Regions from separate parts of the Sus scrofa genome. Here all the other regions are linked to region 1. A link is a contact called in public HiChIP or PLAC-seq data. All regions are on one chromosome and are shown on one strand. Each heading gives the region's core, a stretch centred on a gene start, on an enhancer-like site or on the middle of the called end of the contact. The rest is flanking DNA. Distances are from core to core; before and after follow the strand shown. Region 1 holds the start of CHMP2B (charged multivesicular body protein 2B). Region 2 holds the start of C13H3orf38. Region 3 holds the start of CGGBP1 (CGG triplet repeat-binding protein 1).

Region 1 (2,930 bases), core at 134-2,633:
TGACATTATATGTTGAAGTGAAGGGTAGGGTGACAGGGTAAAGACAATGCCTTTGTCATCCTCCACAAAATAATTTTGCTGGCATTGGAATAGTCAATACAAAGGAATGAAGGAGTTACCCCAGGTCTGGACTGAACACCCTGTTTGTACCAATCACTGTCTAGCTACCACTGTTCCTTTTGTGGCAGTTAGACCCTTACAAAGAAGTGATTCTTTGATTAAACCAACAACAACCTAGATTCAACATGTAATGAGAAATACAGTTTTTAAATAACTTGAATGAATTTGATTCCTGGTAGAGTCAATGAAAATATCAAGATTAATTAAAGCTACATAAACATATATTACAGGCAGTGCTTATAAAAACCAATTTGTATTTCCTGTACACTTCACTTTTCCTCCCCTTAACAAGATATTGAGCAAATGTCTGAATTAATGCAAGTATCTTAAAATGTAAACTTCTATGTAGGTAACAGATACCACATCTCTTTAGATAGCAAAAGATAATCATAAGGTAGAAAGAAATATAGGATGAAAACTAAACCCAGGCACTTGCCTTGGATTTCGTTCATTTTTTCTACTGAAGTCAGTCAAGAAGCATTTGTTTCACATCTCTATTGATGGGGTGTTCCCAGGGCAAGATCGGTCCAAACGCAAGTTCATTTAGTAGCTGGAGCCTCCCCACCTCAATACCGGTTTCGGGTTTGGATGCCCTTAAATAGTACGGTTCCAAACTGATGGAAGAGAAAACCAAGTACACGGAACCAACAAGAAATTTATCGAAGCACCAAGTCTAAAGACACTGAAGGGCTAGCTGCATCCTGCCTCCAAGAAAGGCTCAGGATCCCGCTAAAGGAGAAACCTTAGGAGGGGGTGGGTGGGGGAGGGATGGGGGTCGGGGTTGTTAGCTGCGTTATCAGAAGGAAGAAACCAGACTGCTCAGGTGAGTTTGAGGTGGGGCAAGTCGGAAGAGACAGGGAAGCAAAAAAGTGACGCATGAAGGCGGTCACCTGTGGGGCCACTAGATCCAGCCCCGCCCCCAGGAACAGCAACAAGAATCGCGGCCTGAAGCCCCCAAAATACGCCATGAAAACGCAGGGCTGGGCCTCTTCGTGCCAGCCTGGAACTCACCATCCACGGTTTTCTTCTTGAAGAGGGACGCCATGGTCAGAAACCGCTCCCGTGCTGCCCGGCTCGGCCCGGTCCGGCCCGCGACTGGGAAAGGACAGGAGAGAACGGACAGGCCTTTGGAGTGTTCGGGATGGCGGAGCCGATGAACAAGAGAAGAAGGCGGGGTCGCCAGACAGAACCCGCGGAGGGCGAGTATCCCCCAAGCCTGCCGCAGCCGAGTTGCCAGAGCTCAGGTGACCGCGAACTAAAGCACTTTTTGGAGAAGTCACTTCTAGGCGGCGCCTGCGCGGTCTGCGCGTGCGCCTGCGCACTGCGGTGCCTGAAGCCGCGGCTGCTGCCCTCACTTCAGACGCTGCCCGCTCCTCCCTTTTACCGGGTGGCGGAGGGGTGAGTTCCGCAAAGCTTGCCCTGGTACAAGCGAGCTGGCGACCGCGGGTGGTGTTGGTGGGCTTTTAGGTGCGGATCCTTTGCTGAATGCTGACAGAGATGAGCCCTACCTAGCACTCTCCTAGCCCCGAGAGAAGCTGGAATTAGGGGTTCCCAGGGTGCTGAGATAAGTGTGGGTAGTTCTGGAACCAGTTGATTTACGACCGGCCCTCTTGCAGTCAGTATGAAGGCTTCCCTAAATGTACGGGCTGGTGGCAAATGCTGAGGTCCGTGCCCGGGTAGTGTGTGTCTCAGGAGTTCACACCCTTTTCTGCCCTGACTCTCTTAGAGATCTCCCGAAGCCCACCGCGCAGTCTTGCAGGACCGAGGCCCTCGCTTCGACCCTGGGTGTAGGGCCAGGGGATTCAGTTTCTAAGCGTGGGGGTGGCAGGGGTGAAAGGTTTTGGGGAGTAACTTTCTTAATGTGGCATTTTTTTATCTAACGTTCTTGGCTAGAAACAGGAAAAAAAAATCACAGATTTGAATACCAGTTTAAATGTCTAAAACTATTTCTTTAATATCTAAATTTCTAGTAATTGCTCAAGAAAAAATTGATGGCCCACACTGGGAACCTGTTAGACTGTTACATAGCTGTATATTAGTGTTCACTGTGGAAAAAAGCCCTATATTATGTAAAAGGAAAAGCATAATGAATTATTTAGAGTCCTGTGTATAAGCATAAATATGGGAAATACTGTCTTTGGATCAAGACCTTGAGTTCATTGTTCATTTTGTGAATTTGTGTCTCTCTCTGTGTGTACACATCTCTATTTAATATATTATTTTATTATTTAGAATCTTAATTTTGCTTTGAACTTTTTTCTCCCAAACTAGTCATGCTTAAAAGCAACGCTACCTTCCACAGGATGAAAATAATAGTACCTTTTTTCCAAAGATGTGTTTCTGATAGGAAAACTTCTCAATAACAGTGTCAATATTATTAGTCACCTCTGGCTTTATGAATCATGTCTCAAGAGTTTTTATGTATTTGGAGTAGTCAGACTTCCTTTACCCATTTCTCACTGCCCCCCCCCCCATAGGACAGCAAAGCCCTCAGGGCCGCTAATAATCCTGCTGTTGCTGCTACAATTTAGCTAAGAGTCTGTTCATGAAAACTTTTCTCAGAACGACATAGTGGTATGCAAGGCATAAGTGTCTTATTCCCTCTCAGAGTACTTGAGATATTGTGAGAAGGTGAAGAGCTAAGGAAATGGGGAAAAAAAATGTTGGCAGAAGACTTAGTCTTTGCACCCAAGGCCTGGCCTTTCCTGCAGTAAGCTCTATGGCAAGAAGGAGGTTTGCCCTGGCTGCCTACTGTAACAAATGGCATTGAGCTGTGCTTGAATGCCTGAGAGGCAATAAGCTGTTATGTG
Region 2 (2,930 bases), core at 128-2,627, 770 kb before region 1:
GCGAAAATGTAAAAGCGACTTAAAAGCAGAAAAAGTTTTAAAAGGCAAGTCTTTTGTAGATACTTAAGTCATACGCTAGTATGAGTCGGAAATTTACACATTTTAAAGTAAAACTCAGCAAATTTAAAATAAAACTAGCTAGGTAATATACAAGATGATACAATTAAACTACTCATTGAATTTTTATATGGGTTAGTTAATCCATGAAACAAACCTACTCTACTGAAATGTTTATTTGGCTCTGAAAGTAATTCAGTCCTAGTTCACAGAATTATCTCAGAAAAAACTGGATCCAAAAGGAGACATGGCTTCAAACTATCTGCTCTTTTACAACAGTGATTTTACGTAGCAGACTGATACAAAGTGTTTATGGTATCTTCTCCCAAGCACGTAGAAAAAAATTGGCAACAGCTGACACTCCTAAACGAAACTGAAAAAGGAAACACCGTGACTCAACTGAAATCTTTACCAAAAAAAAAAAAAAAAAAAAAATCACTATTCACGAACTTTGAATTCTCGAAACAAGCAGCATTTGCCCCATAACATTTAATGATTAAAACCTGGAAGCTGCGTCGTTTTCAGCGCCTCCACTTCCCCCACGGCCTAGGCGCGGCGGGACCACCCCAGGCTGCACCGTGGTTCCAAAGACACAGAGCAGCGCGGTGGCCTTGATTCCCCTAAGGTTCCGCACCAGCGCGATCCCGGGCGGGCTGCAGGCAAGGCCCGGGAGGGCCTGCACTCACACGTTCCCGCAAGCTAGGGACCGGGGAGGCGTGGGAAGGGCCGGCCGCCTCGGGGAGTAGGGTCTACCCTTACCTTGGCGGTCTTCAGGCTGCACTAGGCGGTTGGTGATGGTGTCACATAGGGCCAGGATTTCGTCGTTGTTCAGCAGGCCGAGCAGGTTACGACAGCCCTCCATCTCTGCATGACTAAGCCCGGACATCTCGACCCCCAGGAAGAGGGGGGTGGAGAAGACGACGCCAAGAACGTCGCTTCCCTCAGGCCCACCGGGCCAGCGCCTAGGCAACAGATACCGGAAGTGTCTTTCCTTAAGTTCGCCGCCAAAGGGCCTCGGGTATTCCAGGCCCGTGGGCGGAAGTGATCGTCAGTGAGGGCGATCAGGAAACGCCGTGCTCCAACCTGTTGTTCCGGGCTGGCTGGGACTAAGTGCATTCCCAGGGACTTCACTTTAAGGAAGCACCGCGTTTACACCAGGGACACTGACCTTCCACAAAGGAAAACGAATCTCTGAGCTCTTCAAGAGACCCTCCTCCAGAAGAGCGCCTGGCAGAGCTACGCAGGTGCGTGGAAAGCGAACGGCGGCCCCGCGCACGGCGAACTCCCGTCATTCCGCTGGGCCGCCCAGTGAAGGCAACTCCTCCCCTCCCGCAGGCCCAGCCCCTCGGAGCACTTGAAAGTTCTCCGCAGCCACTTCTGAGTTGGGTGGACCTATAGTTTCATATTCTAAAATTACATAGTTCTGTGTTAAAATAATTTGTTTTGAAAAACATTATACTTGGAAGATTTAAGGGAAACGTCATCTGTCATTTGCCACTTCTGCCTGCCTTCCAGCTGACTTTCCAAAATGCTGGGCTCGTCTGTGGCTTCCCTTCTAATCCTCGGGAGCTTGACTTTAGTGTAAGGTTGGGAACACTGGACGTCAGACTGCCAGGGTTTTATTCCGTCATTTACTGTGACTGTAAGCAAGCTCTTTGGTCCCCCAGTTTTCTGTCTGGAAGTGGATCTAGTAGAGATACCTACTTCATAGCGTTGTTGCTGCGGGGGCGGGAGGGGGGGCGAAGAACTGTGCCTGGTGCCGGGGAAGAGACCAGTATATATTAGCTCTTGCTATTACTGCTAACTAGTATGACAGCCAGCCACATTCATGAGAGGGGAACTTAAGACACATTGTCACTTGGTTCTGTCTCCTTCGATTGTTTTAGCTATATTTTAGATTTAACATTTAATTAGATTATTGCCAGTTAATAGGCGAAATGTACACATCTGCAGATCCAGGTGAGCAAGTTTAACTTTTTTTATTAATATCACAGCTAAATACCAGTAACAAAATACACTGTAAATACAGTCTTTAAGTTTTCAAAACATGGTTAAACTAACTTACTGATATCTTCTCTACCCACTTAATTTTTCTGTTTAGCATTTATACTGTGTTTTTGGCCCCCTGGTAGAATATGAATTCTGTGAGCCAGGCGTTTTTATCTTCTTTTTTCATTGCCTATTACAAAGCCTGGCTCATAGTAAACATGCAATAAAATATTTGAATAAACGAGTGAATTAAGGCCATTGGAGGATTTTAAACTGAGGAATAGCATGATCTGACTTGTTTCAAACTGGATCATTTTAATTGCTGGTGTTCACAACAGACTGCCAGAGGGCAGAGAACCCAACTAGAAGACTAATACAGTAGCCTAGGTGAGAGTGGAGGATGTGACAAGTTAGGGATTATCGCAAGGCTTTGGTTTGAGCAACTGGAGTGGATATTTACTGAGAGAAGAAAGACTGGGGGAAATAGGTTTCAATAGAGAAATCAGGAATTATCAAGAGAGATTAGGCTTTCTGAAGAGTGTGGTGATGCCCAGAAAGATTAAGCAAAGAATGAGGAGTGGGGCAGAAAAAGAATTACAGGTAAGAGAGAGCAGTAGTGAAAAAATGCATGGAATAAAACTGTGAGGCTATTTTTGGCTGGAGCCAAGGATAGTACAGGAGCCATAACATGAAGAGAAATTTAGTAACATCATGACAGAAAGGGCTCAGTATCAGGCCCCTCATGGATTTAATTTTTTTTTTTTTTTTTTTTTTTTGTCTTTTGTCTTTTTGTTGTTGTTGCTATTTCTTGGTCGCTCCCGGGGCATATGGAGGTTCCCAGGCTAGGGGTTGAATCGGAGCTGTAGCCACCGGCCTACGCCAGA
Region 3 (2,930 bases), core at 297-2,796, 670 kb before region 1:
CCAATTAATACATCCAAGGTAGTAAATGAATAATGGGATGGGATGGAAAAAGGAGTAGTTAATTTTTTTTCTAAAATAGTTTGCAAAATAAGTGTTGTGAATAAGAACAAAATGTTTAAACTATAAATATATATAAGTAACACAAATTTTACCCCTAGACAAGTACTTTGGTGCTTTAATATTTGATTATGGTTAAACACCTTACATCAAAGAGTATTGGCACTCAACCAAGTAAATAATTTACTGTCACTGTTTTGACAGTGTATTTTACAGGCTAAATAAAATATATTGTAATTTAAAAGAGAGGGCGTTGGTGATGTAACTGGAGCAATAGTTTCAGGAAAACTACTTTATTAGCAGTTAATTAGAAAAGAGCTTGTGTGTCGGGGAAAGGGGATAAGAAAAGGAGAGATGGCAATTCCACTGCCTTAACCCCACCTCACAAGAAAGTAACTAAATCACCGTGGGTCAGCGCCTAAGCCAATTGGAGAATTGGCCCAGCGGGATCTCAAGAGGGGATGACAGGAGACCCTAGCAGAGGGGGAGGGGTGGCGATGACAGGAGAGGGGCGGTAGAGAGAGGGCTAGCCTCTCATCTCCGAAAAAGGGGAGAATACAGGGGGCAAGGGGCGGAGAAGGGAAGGCAGGAAATGTTTCAGAGATTCCAAATGAAGTGACAAGAAATTGAGTAGGAAACACAAGAAAGGCGGGACCCTCGGGCAGAAAGGGGTCTGTATGGAGATGGGGAGGCATGTCAGCACAGAGCTTTCCTGCCAGCCGACCCTCCTTCTCTCCAGCCCCTCACCCCGTCCAAACTCTCACTTTCTCTGCAACCCTATACCTGCGCGGGTCATCCCCGTTCTGCTCCCCGCCCCCCACCCCAAGCCGGATAGAAGGAGGGAGGAGATTCACCCTCACTCTCCTTTTTGGGCTGGTGGAGCGAGCGCCGAACACAGCCGATTCGGGGACGAAAAGGCCAAGAGAAGCAGGGAGGCCCAGGACCCGGCTGACAAGTCCGGGCGGCCGACCGGCGCCTCACCTGACAGAAGCGTCGGCAGTAATCCCGACTGCTGATCCCGACGCCGCCGCCACCGCAGCTGCCGCCGCCTGCGCCGCCTCTGCCGTCGCCCGTAGGTCTAAGCCCAGTAGGGCCTGGCGGGGACTCCACAATGGCCACAAGCTCTTCTCCGAGGCGTTCGGCCTCTTGATCGCTCTCTTCTTCCGCCATGAGGCTCTCGCCGCCCAGCGCGTACCAGCCCCTGCGCCGCCGCGGCTGTAGCTGCCTAGGCTAACCTCCTCCTCCTCCTCCTCTAGTTCCCTCCCCCTTCCCTCCGCCCCAGCCGGACAGGGGCCTCTCGGCTGTCCCTACTTCCGGCTCCGCCCACCCACGCCCCCAGTTTTCATTGGATAACTCTGGCCGCCAATCATGCGCATGCCCGCCCTTCCATCACTATTGGTCAAATCAGCTATCTGTTTGCTAGATCCGCAGTCCATTGGTCAATGTTGCTCGGCCGTTGCTGGGGACCGCCTACGAGCTCAGCCATTGGCGGCGCAGGAGGACGGGGCGCGGTGGGGGACACGGCGGCCACCGCGGGGCTCGGTCGGGCAACGGCGGCGGCGGCGGCGGCGGCGACGACGGCGGCGGCGGCGGCGGCGGCGACTGGCCCTCCTCCTCCCTCACTCAATTGCTCCTCCTTTTTTTCCTCCTCCTTTCCTTTCCGGCCGAGTATCGTCCACTTCCCCTAGCGGCCGCCCTGATCCTACGGTACCGAGGAGCTAGGGAGGCCGAGGGTGGGCCCGGCCTTTGGTGCGGGCTTTGGGCCCGGGGCCTTCAGTCCCGAAGCTGGAGCCGGGGGCGGGGCCGGGGCGCCGTTGTCCGCGGGAGGAAGAGGGAGGAGACGGGAAGCCTGACAGCAGCCGCCTCCGCCAGGCGCCTGCCGCGTCCTCCCGTGAGACTGCCGCCAACTCGGCTGTCGAGTTCCTGGGCCCACAACCGGCAGCTGGGACTCGGCCCTGCCGAGCTAGCGGGACAGAGGCTGTGGGGCGCCGACGTGCTGTGCTTCGCGCGGGAGGAGGGAGTCTAGACGCTGGGAGCGTCCCGAGCCCCGCCTTTCCCTCCTCGCGAACCCTGGGGCCTGGGGCGCGCGAGGAGGTGCTGAGCCGGGCGGACGACTGAGAAGGGACCGGGATGAGGAATGTTGGAGTGAACGTCGGGATCCAGATTTGTGGTGTGGACTAACTAGAACGATTTTAAACACACCTGGGTGGTGGCTGTTGTGGAAGTACTTGTTCGTTTTTTCATCCACCTTTCTTTTTTATCCCCTCCCCCATTTTTTCTTTCCATTTGCTTTTCGTGTTTTACAGTAAAGGCATGACTTCACGGCACCTCAGGGAAGATAGGGTGCAAGCCCAGAAACTATTTCCTCACCACCACTTGTTGAAAAACTGATTTGAAGGCATCTCTGGATTTGAACAAACGGAAAGTGCCAGGATTTTATGCGTCTTTGGTTTTGCGCTAAAGACCCATCACTACTAGGCATCAAGACGAAAAAAACTGGAAACTAATCCGGTAAACATTTAAACTTGAAAACTTACGATGAGTTTTGTTTTTATCTAGTAAGTGATTTGTTGCTTCTCTCTCTTTGTTGTTGTTCTTGGCCAATTCCTGCGCTCAACTTTTTAACTTCCTTGTTTAAAATATCTTCTGTAGAAAACACAGAAGTTTTGTTCTTTGGTTCTGTAAACTCGAGCATCTTCTACTCGAGCATCTTCTACTCGAGCATCTTCAACTCGAGCATCTTCTACTGGGTGGATGTTTGACTCCGAAGTAACACAAATATACTTTAAAATATACAAGATTTTGGAACGTATAGGCCTTTCACATTAGCACAAGTGATTAAGAGCTCTGTGCTTCAAAGAATAACGAACATG

Evidence for each region. HiChIP or PLAC-seq counts read pairs in DNA pulled down with a chosen protein or histone mark.
Region 2: an H3K27ac HiChIP or PLAC-seq map of alveolar macrophages shows a contact between it and region 1. The contact joins the promoter of C13H3orf38 here to the promoter of CHMP2B in region 1. A contact is called at or near these places in 1 of 5 promoter capture datasets (fetal liver), 1 of 47 Hi-C or Micro-C datasets (liver) and 2 of 2 datasets of contacts at active chromatin or transcription factors (alveolar macrophages and skeletal muscle).
Region 3: an H3K27ac HiChIP or PLAC-seq map of alveolar macrophages shows a contact between it and region 1. The contact joins the promoter of CGGBP1 here to the promoter of CHMP2B in region 1. A contact is called at or near these places in 1 of 5 promoter capture datasets (fetal liver) and 2 of 2 datasets of contacts at active chromatin or transcription factors (alveolar macrophages and skeletal muscle).

The regions. Positions count from the first base shown.
Region 1 is chr13:168,568,191-168,571,120 of Sscrofa11.1, forward strand. CHMP2B (charged multivesicular body protein 2B) reads right to left here and starts at 1,384. Exons shown (of 6, transcript NM_001244420.1): 1 at 1,132-1,384. The coding sequence starts at 1,165.
Region 2 is chr13:167,802,409-167,805,338 of Sscrofa11.1, forward strand. It overlaps C13H3orf38, which reads right to left and starts at 1,378. Exons shown (of 4, transcript XR_002337963.1): 1 at 817-1,378.
Region 3 is chr13:167,894,427-167,897,356 of Sscrofa11.1, forward strand. It overlaps CGGBP1 (CGG triplet repeat-binding protein 1), which reads left to right and starts at 1,547. Exons shown (of 3, transcript XM_021070750.1): 1 at 1,547-1,764; 2 at 2,364-2,568. It overlaps ZNF654 (zinc finger protein 654), which reads right to left and starts at 1,357. Exons shown (of 9, transcript XM_021070740.1): 1 at 1,039-1,357. The coding sequence starts at 1,227.